Linked DNA regions of Mus musculus: all the other regions are linked to region 3. Evidence: chromatin contacts called from public promoter capture Hi-C data. All regions are on one chromosome and are shown on one strand. Each heading gives the region's core, a stretch centred on a gene start, on an enhancer-like site or on the middle of the called end of the contact. The rest is flanking DNA. Distances are from core to core; before and after follow the strand shown. Region 1 holds the start of Chpf (chondroitin polymerizing factor). Region 2 holds the start of Dnpep (aspartyl aminopeptidase). Region 3 holds the start of Rpl37a (ribosomal protein L37a).

Region 1 (3,380 bases), core at 90-2,589, 2.8 Mb after region 3:
TTGCAGATGCTCCCTGCAACATGAATATGCTGTCAGCCCCGCCCCCCCAATATGTCCTATAAATGATGTGTAGAAGCATACGGCATAGTGGTGTAGAGAATGTCTTTTGGAGAGGGGCAAACTAAGGCAGTGACTCACCTTCCTAAGGTAGAAGGTAAGTTGTACAACTGGAATTCACTGTTACTTAGAAGAAATTACTTCAATGCGTGGGCAGAGACATCAATGTGATGAGTACATTCCTCCCTCTCCCATCTCATCCCAAGGTGGCCCTTGAAACCCATCTAGGAATGAAATACAGGTAAATTCCAGTTCCCTCCTTTTTCTTTCCCCCTCTTTATACACTTATCCTCTTTAACACTCATTTTTCTAATCCTAAACAGACCAGTGGGGGGCTAAGAGGGTCTTTGGAGTATAATTGGGTGGAGTCGGTTTAGCTCAGCTCAGATCCGGACGGGATCCAGAAAAAGCTTCAAACTGGCCCTCTGTCTCCCTGCAAGCAGGGTCATAGGAAGTAATCGAGGCCCAAGGACTTCCTGGCCGGCCGGCCCCTTCCTTCCGGAGCCTGACCCGGCCTCTGGCGGCCTCCCTAGCGCGCGCATCCTGGCTGGTGCCTGCGGGGGGGGGGGGGGGGGTGTTAGGGCGGACGGAGTGGATCAGTACCTGACGGCCTTCTTGGTGGCCTGGCCTGGCTGCGCGGGATGGTAGGGCAAGACACGAGGCTCCCAGCTCTCACCGGTGCCTGCGCCGGCCCCGGGCCTCTCGCGCTCGGATCCGGGCTGCACCGAGTTGGGCCGGCGCGCCGCGTTGGTGTTGCCGCGCGGCGGCAGCTCAGAGTCTCCGGGTTGGGGCGGCCCGGGTCCGCAAGGCTCCTCCACCCAGGTGACGCTGAGCAGGCTCAGGGTGAAGCCCAGAGAGATGCCCACGGCCACGGGCCCCGCGGGCCGCAGCACGGACAGCAGCAGCGACGCCCGCATGGCGTCCCGACAGCGGGTCCCCGGCCCCCGCGTAGCCCGAGGCGGCTCCGAGGGGGCGGGACCGAAGAGGGGGCGGATCCGGAGGGCCCAGGCCCAGCAGGCGGGCCCGCTCCCTCCCCGCCGAGCAGAGGTAGGAGCTCAAGCCCGGAATCCCCGGGCGGGTCGGCCGCCCTTAGAGCAGCACTGCGCGCCCGGGCCTCCAAGGCGGCCGCTGTCCGACGTGTCACCGACAGGGCCCCGCCCCCGAGGTGGGGTCTAGCCGTCAGCTAGCGGAGAGGGACGAAGGGGAGGAGGTTAAAGGGGAAGGACCCCCGGAAGTGCCCCCTCCTCAGCGCCGGAGAGGCAGACGCCGGGGGCGGAGTCCCCTGTCTCCCCCCTGCGTGGTTGGTGCGTCCCGGATGACGTCAGAAGCAGCCCGCCCCTGCCAGGATGGTGCACCCTGAGTGACGTCAGGAGCAGAGGCCGGAGCTGTCCATCAGCACCAAAGGCCGCCAGCGGGCTCAGGGCATGGGGCCGCGGCTCCGGGACAGCCCGAGCTCCTGCTCCTTTCCCTTCCCCGAGCCGGGCGCGAGTCTGTGGAGCTGCAGTGCCAGCCGGTGTCGGAGGTGGGGCGACGACGCCGTCGCACAGAGACCCGTCTCTCCGGCCCAGCAGCCCCCTTCGCACGGCAGACTTTGCCCGGACCCCAGTCAGTCAGAGCCTCTGGTGTCCTACAACCCCGGCTCCTCCGGCCCCTGCACACCCTCCTTTGCTCGGAAGCTCCGGTCACCTCCGGCCCAGGTAGATCTTGGACAATTCCAAATTGAGCCTCCCACAGATGGTGCTCAGGCTGCCTCTTTTTGCCAGCGGCACCCTCCCTCTCCTCGTCTAGCCCCATCTAGTCCCTCTTTTAAGTCCATCCCAGCCGCCTCTAGCCAGGCACTTGTTTCCCTTTGTCTCTGCTCCCCGTTCCAGAGATGCTTCTAGAGCTGCCTGATGTGGGCAACCATTCCTTTGTCCACTGTGCCCTTGCTGAATTCCCCCACTCGCACTGTTATTGTAGTGGAGACCCACAACTGACTCTTGACCCCAATTTCCTCCCTGTCAGGTTGTCCTGGGAGGGTGACCCCCTTCCATTCCCGGCGCTATGCCGGGTACTATGGAAACTCTGCGGTTTCAGCTGCTGCCCCCGGAGCCGGATGACACCTTCTGGGGTGCACCTTGTGAACAGCCTCTGGAGCGCAGGTATCAGGCACTGCCGGCCCTCGTCTGCATCATGTGCTGTTTGTTTGGAGTCGTCTACTGCTTCTTTGGTGAGATCCCCCTCGTTCCTCACCTGTGGCCTTCTACTGTTTCCCTAAAGTTCCTTTTTCTGGTGTCTCGAGAATCATTTCCACCCCATCCCACCCCCACCCCCACCCCACCCTCATGGCGGTATCATTCTCTTGCTGATCACAAGTATATTTGTAGATCATTGACTCTAGATTCTACAGAGAGCAGGTTTTGAATTAGGCTCTTTGAGTTTGAACCGGGCTCTGTATGTTAGTCACTGTGATGTAATGGGCATGTTAACCTGGGTCTCAGCTTTTTCACTTGGACAAAGACAACAGTGTTTGTCTCATATAGACAAGAATTAGTAGGTGGTCAAAGAATAATGACTATCGTAGCGAAGATATGTTTGGATCACTTAGGATAAGCAGACTAAAATAAAATAATAAAAACTCTTAGCATGGTTCCTTACCACAGGGCATATTGCATGGTGGGGGCGAGACCTGGAATATTCACACTTGTGATACATATCAGAGTGGGCTGGATGGTAGTCATACAAATGGAGATCGCCTACAAGGCAGATTCCCATAAGAATGGTTACTGTGAAGAGTTGTATGGGGGAGGGCGTGGTATGCCTGTAATCCCAGCATCCAGGAAGCCAAAGCAAGGGAAGGGAGGCTCAAGGCCAGCATGGATTACATAGTTCAGTGAGGTTGGGTGGGTGAGCACTAACTGCCGCTCAGTCGAACAGGTGTGTGGGGGTCCATTTGACAACTCTCAAGGTCTTGGACCAAGGCTGGCTTCTCTACAAAACAGTATGCCTTTTTCTCATTTTCACAAAGGTGACCTATGGGCTAGTGTCAGCTTTGAGTAAATAAACGCCCAGTGGATTCTTCAGGAAGTTACAGAACTTCACAGTGGAGAGAGCCTTCTATGAGTAGGGACCCAAAGGCAGCCTTCAAGATTATATGTATCAGAACCAGTTTGGGCAGAGAGGCTGGGGTGGTTTGCCAGAAGTGTGTTAGAATAGTTGGGAATATAGGGTGTGGAATATGGGATCAGATGGTCTTTCTCTTACATTTTGCAGAGTGGGCAGGGAAAATGTCCCCCACAAGGATTTAGGATATGTATGGGTGTCCAAAGATTCCCCCCTCCTGC
Region 2 (3,391 bases), core at 481-2,980, 2.6 Mb after region 3:
CTAGGGGACTGGTCTGCTCCCCTCTGCCCACCCTCTCCGGGCCAGGGGAGCTTCTTACAGTGGCACCGAGAGGCCCTGGTTCAGGAGTCCCTTTCTCCAGCTCTTCCTGAACTGCTGTGGCAAGAATAGGGACTCTGTGGGGAAATGGGTTGAGAGAAGGGAGAGGGACAGCCATGAACTTCTAGTCCTCCGACTGATTCCCAGCGCACTCCCCAAATGGATAGAACTGGTTTCCAAACGTGGAACTTGACCACTAAGGGGTGGTCCTCTGTTCCCCAGTGCCATATCCCACCCTCACAGCCATCACAACCCTGGCTCGAATGTGGACTCACAGGTGGATCTCTGTGTTGGGCCCAAAGTTCTCATTGATATTTCGCTGCAGATGGATGGCCAGATGTGGGATGCGCAGGATGGGCCGTTCTATATGGACGAGCCTCTGCTCCAGCCGGCCTGAGGTAGGGCACTGTGGCCAACCGGCCAGGTCAGAACTGGGCACCTCCCAAATCCAGCTGATAAAATCCCTTACTAAACCCAGAATAATCATGTCCCCTCTTCCCCACGAGGACTCTTCACTGGTACACTTAAGAAATGGGAAGACATTCAAGCTTCAGGCTGCCGGAAGTGAGAGCCTCCCCAGTTCCTAGCCCCTCGATACCACCTTGATAATGACGCGTCCAGCCAAGGTCAGGTCCCGGTCGAACCATGTGCTCCAGATCCCACCGCCGTAGGTCTCAACACCGACCTGGTGGTAGCCCACCTGGCTTCGGCGCGATTTGCGTTTCACCTGAGCGTAAGAATGAGAAAAAAGGGAATGTCTGAAAGACAACATCTGGAAGGGAGACTCAGGCAGTAAGTTATACAGAGCAGATAGCACATCAGTTGACAGCTGAAAGTGTATGTGGGGAACATGAGAGCATGGGGCGGGTCTACCTTCTTCCCGGGACCTTGGGATAGGGCCTTGCAAACTCTACCTCCAGGATCTCTTCTTCCCAACCGCCCCCCCCCACACCTCCCTTCAGTCCAAACAAGTCCTAACTTCTTACCCTGAGACAGGGACTGTCCGTGTGGGCCCCAATGAGGCTGAAGCCATTGCCAGGAACATACTGGCCCCCCACAGCAAAAGCAATGATGGAGGAGGAGTTTCTGGTTAAGAAGTACTGGGGGAGAGAGTTGAAAGACAGGGGCGTGAGTTGCTTTATGATCCGGGACACAGGCCTTTGCAATAGTGTCTGCCCCCACGCTATCCCTTAGTACCTTGTTTTCTGGTACGATATCCCAGCCCTCTGTTTCCTTGAGTTCACGGAAGCCAGCCTGGAGGAGGCGGCTGCGGCACTCAGCCACGACTGTAGGAAAAGGGCTCTCTCAGCGATGGAAGTTGGTCAAGTCACTCCCACTCCTAGCCTCCCTAACCCTGGTCACCTACCGTGGAAAGGAGAGGGACTCCGGTTCACGAACTTCAGGAGCTCTCGGGCTGTGGCCTGGATGGCCTCTTTCCGAGCCCTGCCGTTCATAGCCATCTACAGGGAGAAGTGGAGAGTTCAGGTGGCTGCCGGGTCTAGGATCCCTCTTTCAGCCCCCTAGAAATGAGAGCCCCAAGGCTCAACCTCTGCTTCCGAGGACTTCACTGGCGACAGATGTGGATTCCTAGCTCGATCGCTCTCGGCTCAAAGGTTCAGTCCCAGGGCAAGAGGACCTCCACCCAGTTTTGTCCCTGGAGTACAGGATCGGAAAGGCCCGCCCCCTAATCAGATAATCCACGCCCCGCCCAGCTAGGAAATCCCGCCTCCAAGAGGACCTCAAAGCTGGAAAGGCCACTAGCCGGCGCGCCACCGTGTCCGGAATCAAAGCACCACTACACCTGTCCCTTAGCCCCGTCAGTCACTAGACAGCCCTTCCGGCTCCGGGAAGGTCAGGCCACCTCGGAGGGTTTCAGTTTTACTTTGAAACCGGAGTACGCCCGTGTCAGCGCCGCCTTAAGCTTAGCTCCGAAAGGGCGCGCGGCCTGCCACCGAGCCGAAGTGGAGGCGGGACCGGCAACAGCAACACACCTGCATAGCCCCACCGCACTCCGCTCCAGGAGCCGGACTCCGGCCCGCCCCTGACGCTCCGCTCCTCCCTCCCGGATCAGGCCTCGCCTTCGCCGAGCTGTGGGCTCCGCCTCTCGTCAGGCCGCACCGGGACTCCGCCTCTACCAGGCCTCGCCCCGCCCCCGCTGCTCCGCGAGCTCCGCCCCTGTCAGGCCTCGGTCGGGTTCCGCCCCCTCCCGCTACTCGCTCAGCTCCCGTCAGGCCTGGTTCCAAACACGCTGACTGCTCTGTGCCAGTCAGGCCGCGTCCCGCCCTCACTACTCCGAGAGCTCCGCCCCTGTCAGGACGCGTTCCGGTTCCGCTCCCGCCTCACCGACCCGCCTTCCTCCAATCAGGCTGCGTTCTAACCACGTGGACTAGTCAGCTCCAGTCACACCGCGCCCCGCCCCACTGTTCCACTAGCTTTGCCCCGTTAGGAGCCACGTCTCATGACCCGCCCTCATTGCGCCACTAGCTCCGCCCCGTCACGCCTACTCTCCAGACCTTGTCTCCGCTGTCCGGGCTTCCTTGGCAGGCCCCGCCCCTGATGCCTCTCTCGCCCCGCCTCCATCAAGTCGAGTCCTCCAGGCGTTGACCCCCCCCCCTCCGCCCTTTCCTTTGTCAGCGGCCTCGAAGCCGCTGCGAGGCGTTCCGCTCCTGGAGCACCCTCAGGCAGGACGGCCCACCGCGGCGGCGGCAGCGCGCTCTAGCGCCCCGGTGGTGTTAGCACAGCCGCTGACTTCCATGAGTTTATGTTATGATAAACGTTATCGTATGTAATTCTCACAATTTTACTGTCAGCATTTTGTAGACAACGGAATTATGAGAGTAATCTGTCTCTAGTTACAAATGGATGGCACAGCTGGGCTTATGACTCCATAAATTAGTGTGCAGAGCCTAGAACAACTGCAAGAGACTTTCGTAGGCTTTTTTCTATCCTCTTTGGTTAAATGTTATGCTACTTAGTAGGTCTCAGAGGAACACAGAAGTCAGTGACCTTTTCAACACAGCTGTTTGGGTGGCCCTGAGGTTTGATTCTGATACTCATGATTTTTTTTTTCTTTCAGACAGGATTTCAGTTTTGTTCAGGCTTTTCCAGAGCTCACTATGTAGCCCAGGCTGGCCTCAAATCCATGGCAATCCTGCCTCAGTCTTGCAATTGTTGGAGATACAGGCATGAGCCGCCCCTACTGGCTCTTTCTACTCCTTAAAGCAGTTGAGGGGGGCAATTCCAATATTATGTTTCCATGTCAAGAATGTTGAATAGCAATCTTAAAACTCATCCATACATCGATGGATCAGGACTCTTGTGGCTTTGAGGTTCA
Region 3 (3,925 bases), core at 881-3,380:
AAGGAAAGGGAAAATGATTTAATTATATTATAATCTTGAAAATATCCAAGAAGTTTTTAAAAAAAAATAAAAAAGCAAGTTAAATCCAGTAACTCCCTTAGGCTGTCTTGAACCCCTTAACTATACTCTGTAGAAACCTTTTTTTGTTTGTTTGTTTTTACAAGTTAAAAAACAAAAATAATACAGTGTAGGGTTTTTCAGTCTTGGCACAGACCAGGTGTGATGTCTGAGTACATGTGTGTATGTATGTGTGTGTGTAGTTGTCTATGCATAAATCATTGTCCTCTTCCTCACTAGAGGATAACGCCACCCTTATCAAATGTCTGCAGATATTGCTGTGTCCTGGGAAGGAGAGGGTAAACAAGATCTCCATGGCTGAGAACCATTTATGAAGTATATAGCAACTGGCATGTTTTTAATAAGCTAGCAAAGAGAGAATATGCTACAATATGCTAGAAACTGGAGTATAACACACATAATGGCATATACTGTTTTATGGGATTCTTGATTTTACTAGATTTGTATGAAGTGGGTCGCTGTGTAAGATGTCTTTCTTACAATGAATTAGAGTCAAAAAGACTAAAAGTCACTAAAAAGAGCAATGTAACCATCCTGGGCCTGTATTTAGCTACTCAAAAAGCTGGCATGGCAAGATAAAGGACTACCTGAATTGTAAAGGGAGTTCAAAGTTGGACAACTTAATGAGACCTTGTATCAGAATAAAAAATAAGAAAAGGCTGGGTATACAGTTCAATTATAGTAACTTGGGTAGTATGTATGAAGCCCTAGGTTCAATCCCAATACAAATAAACACATAAATAAATAAACACAATCTCAAATTATGGTAGACTCATAAATGCTAGCCCCAAATTACATGTTCCAAGAGGAAAACAAAACAAATAGAGGAAAAATTAAATAAATAATGTACAAAAATACTTAAGAATTAAGAGTTTCACAAACTTTCACATTACAAAGAGAATCAGTTCTTTTTTTAAAAAAAAAAAAAAGACAAATCTTTCCGAATATTTATTTATTTTCTATGTATAGATATTTTTCTTGTACACATATCTGTGGACCACGTGAGGTCACAAGGAGTCTCCTAAAAGTAGAGTTACACGCACTTTTGAGCCACCATGTGGGTGGAAAGCAGAGTCAATGAGCCCTCTTTCTAGCCCCAAGACAGACTTCTTTAAAATCAAACACTAACATCATTTCCCACTGGAAATCTTAAAGTTTAAGAAAATCTTAGGAGAGAGAAGTGTTTAAAAATTTCAGAGCCAGGCGTGGTGGCACACGCCTTTAATCCCAGCACTTGGGAGGCAGAGGCAGGCGGATTTCTGAGTTCGAGGCCAGCCTGGTCTACAGAGTGAGTTCCAGGACAGCCAGGGCTACACAGAGAAACCCTGTCTCCAAACCTCCCTCCCCTCCCCCCCAAAAAAAGAAAGAAAGAGAACCACCACTTTAGGGTCTTGGGTTCAAGTAGCCTCTATTCCTTACATTATCCCCAGAACTCTGATCAGCAACATTTCGTAACTCTTTTTTTTTTTTTTTTTAGATTTATTTATTTATTATATGTAAGTACACTGCAGCTGTCTTCAGACACTCCAGAAGAGGGCATCAGATCTCATTATGGATGGTTGTGAGCCACCATGTGGTTGCTGGGATTTGAACTCAGGACCTTCAGAAGAGCAGTCTGCGCTCTTAATCGCTGAGCCATCTCTCCAGCCCATTTCGTAACTCTTAATCGTGACGAATATGACTGTCTCCCAGCCGAACTGTAACTCGGCCTGGGAGCGGATCCTAGGCGTTTACTATGGCCAGCATCTAGCACCCGGCCTGGCGATTTTCCGAAGTATAATATAGTGGGAAGGCAATGCGCCTCAGTCACAAACGTCGCGCTTTAAACACTTAAAGGCAAGCCACCTAAAACCCGTCTCTTCGCGAGCAGAACGCAAGAAATCGCATCTGCTCTGCAGAACTTTGGTTATGTGTAAGCTAAGAAGGATGTGCTTCCAGCTCGTGAACCACTTCTGCGCATCTATGCATTTCTCAGTGGAGACAGCGAATAAACCGCCAGAACACCGAGTTCACTTCCGAGAGAGGAGGTCGCGTCACTTCCGCTCGCCGGTCTAAAACCGCGCATGCGCATTGCGTCCCTTCCTCTTCGGACTTGGGCTTGGGTTCCGGCGACATGGTGAGTGTCTTCGTAACCGCTTTGGAAGTCGCTATCCATCGTCATCTGCCTTAGTCTCCGGCGTCCCGCTCTCAGCCCACCTCGGGTAGTCTGTGCTGTCCCTGTCCTGTCTGCTGTCGGGCTTCTCCCGGCGTCTGGAGCCCCGTACGCGGCCGGAGGCGGCTCGGCGGGGCTTGGCCCAGCGCGGTAGTTAATGCACAATCTGGAGCCTTTTGGCGCTCTGTGGGCGCCTTCCTTGATGGTTGAGCTTGAGGGAAAACAGGATTCAGCCGAGTTTGTGCTCAGCGGCGCGTTGGCGTGCACCGACTGGCTCAATGTCTCTGCTCCGTTCCTTTCCTCTGTCAACAGGCTAAACGCACCAAGAAGGTCGGCATCGTCGGCAAGTACGGGACCCGCTATGGTGCCTCCCTCCGGAAAATGGTGAAGAAAATTGAAATCAGCCAGCACGCCAAGTACACTTGCTCCTTCTGTGGCAAGGCAAGTCGGCCTCGGGTTAGGGAGGAGGGTGCCATTGCTCCCGAGCTAAGGCGGTTTGGGCTCGCTTTTTGCGGAGCATTCGTTGTTTACTTGCAACTAGTGAGGAACTTAAGGGTGAATGGTTTGGAGAGGAAAAAGTCCGATCTTGGGAAATTGATAGCGATGTCAGCGCATCTGTACCAACCCCAAAGAGGTCTGTTTAGCCTGTAAATAATACTCTGCTTGGGTTACTAGAATTTAACTGCTAATGGATAAGCTGGCTTTTCCATAGTTTACTCTCTGGAAGTCTCAGGGATTTTTTTTTTATATATATTTCATAACAAGATCTTAACTACTTACAGACCAAGATGAAGAGACGAGCCGTCGGCATCTGGCACTGTGGTTCCTGCATGAAAACAGTGGCCGGTGGGGCCTGGACCTACAAGTGAGTGTTTTCTCCTGTGGTATAGGAAAGGCTATGGACTGCACAGCCCGTGTTCCAGGTCTGGTGCATATCGGATTTGTTTTAGTTTAAAGCAAATCATGAGTTTGGGTTTAAAAGTTAATAGTTTTTGGTCAGGGCTATACAGTGAAACCCTGTCTCAAAAACAAAGTTATGGTTATAGATAAAAGCTCAGAGCCGGGCGTGGTGGCGCACGCCTTTAATCCCAGCACTCGGGAGGTAGAGGTAGGCGGATTTCTGAGTTCGAGCCCAGCCTGGTCTACAAAGTGAGTTCCAGGACAGCCAGGGCTACACAGAGAAACCCTGTCTCGGGGGAAAAAAAAAAAAAGAAGAAGTTCAGACTTTGATTCTCATATTCCTTTTGAATTGTACAGTCACCATGCTCTTTGGAAAATTACAGTTGATCTAAGTCCATTGGTGTTTGTGCTGGACTTGACTTAACACTACAAGTTATTTCTATAAAATGGTTTGAGGTTAATTGACTCGGGATTGTATAGAACATTGGAGGCTGTTTGGGCATATTTAGTGCTATGACCTTGACAGAGCCAGATGTTGTTGAAATGAAGCCTCCTGTCATTGTTTGCTTTGTTCTTAAGAGCTTTAGCATCTCAAACCAACAGCTGCCCCTCCACCCCTGAGTTTGCTGGCCAGAAGTCTGGTATCCAAGTGGTGTGGTGTTTTTATACTTCCAGCATGGCCCTCTGAGTGTGGCTAGTTGCTGAGGAGGTGAACATGTGGGTTGCAGTTTTTCTTGACGCCTTGGTATTGAAAAAACAGTCTGAGTGTGTTTAAGAGCAGCTTGAGTGCACAAG

The links. Capture Hi-C pulls out chosen DNA fragments and counts their contacts.
Region 1: a contact with region 3 is called in a promoter capture Hi-C map of adipose tissue, with 4 times the contacts expected there. The contact joins the promoter of Chpf here to the promoter of Rpl37a in region 3. A contact is called at or near these places in 2 of 39 promoter capture datasets (liver and pre-B cells), 2 of 484 Hi-C or Micro-C datasets (natural killer cells and regulatory T cells), 1 of 115 datasets of contacts at active chromatin or transcription factors (thymic regulatory T cells) and 2 of 9 other capture datasets (adipose tissue and liver).
Region 2: a promoter capture Hi-C map of liver shows a contact between it and region 3, with 4 times the contacts expected there. The contact joins the promoter of Dnpep here to the promoter of Rpl37a in region 3. A contact is called at or near these places in 2 of 39 promoter capture datasets (liver and pre-B cells), 3 of 484 Hi-C or Micro-C datasets (CD4 T cells and CD8 T cells) and 1 of 9 other capture datasets (liver).

Annotation. Positions count from the first base shown.
Region 1 is chr1:75,478,132-75,481,511 of GRCm38.p6, forward strand. Chpf (chondroitin polymerizing factor) reads right to left here and starts at 1,340. Exons shown (of 4, transcript NM_001001566.3): 1 at 661-1,340. The coding sequence starts at 974. Tmem198 (transmembrane protein 198) reads left to right here and starts at 1,401. Exons shown (of 5, transcript NM_177056.4): 1 at 1,401-1,754; 2 at 2,062-2,266. The coding sequence starts at 2,101.
Region 2 is chr1:75,315,287-75,318,677 of GRCm38.p6, forward strand. Dnpep (aspartyl aminopeptidase) reads right to left here and starts at 1,731. Exons shown (of 15, transcript NM_016878.4): 1 at 1,605-1,731; 2 at 1,424-1,517; 3 at 1,255-1,343; 4 at 1,044-1,157; 5 at 659-784; 6 at 333-463; 7 at 59-134. The coding sequence starts at 1,517.
Region 3 is chr1:72,709,130-72,713,054 of GRCm38.p6, forward strand. Rpl37a (ribosomal protein L37a) reads left to right here and starts at 2,131. Exons shown (of 4, transcript NM_009084.4): 1 at 2,131-2,194; 2 at 2,543-2,671; 3 at 3,013-3,095. The coding sequence starts at 2,192.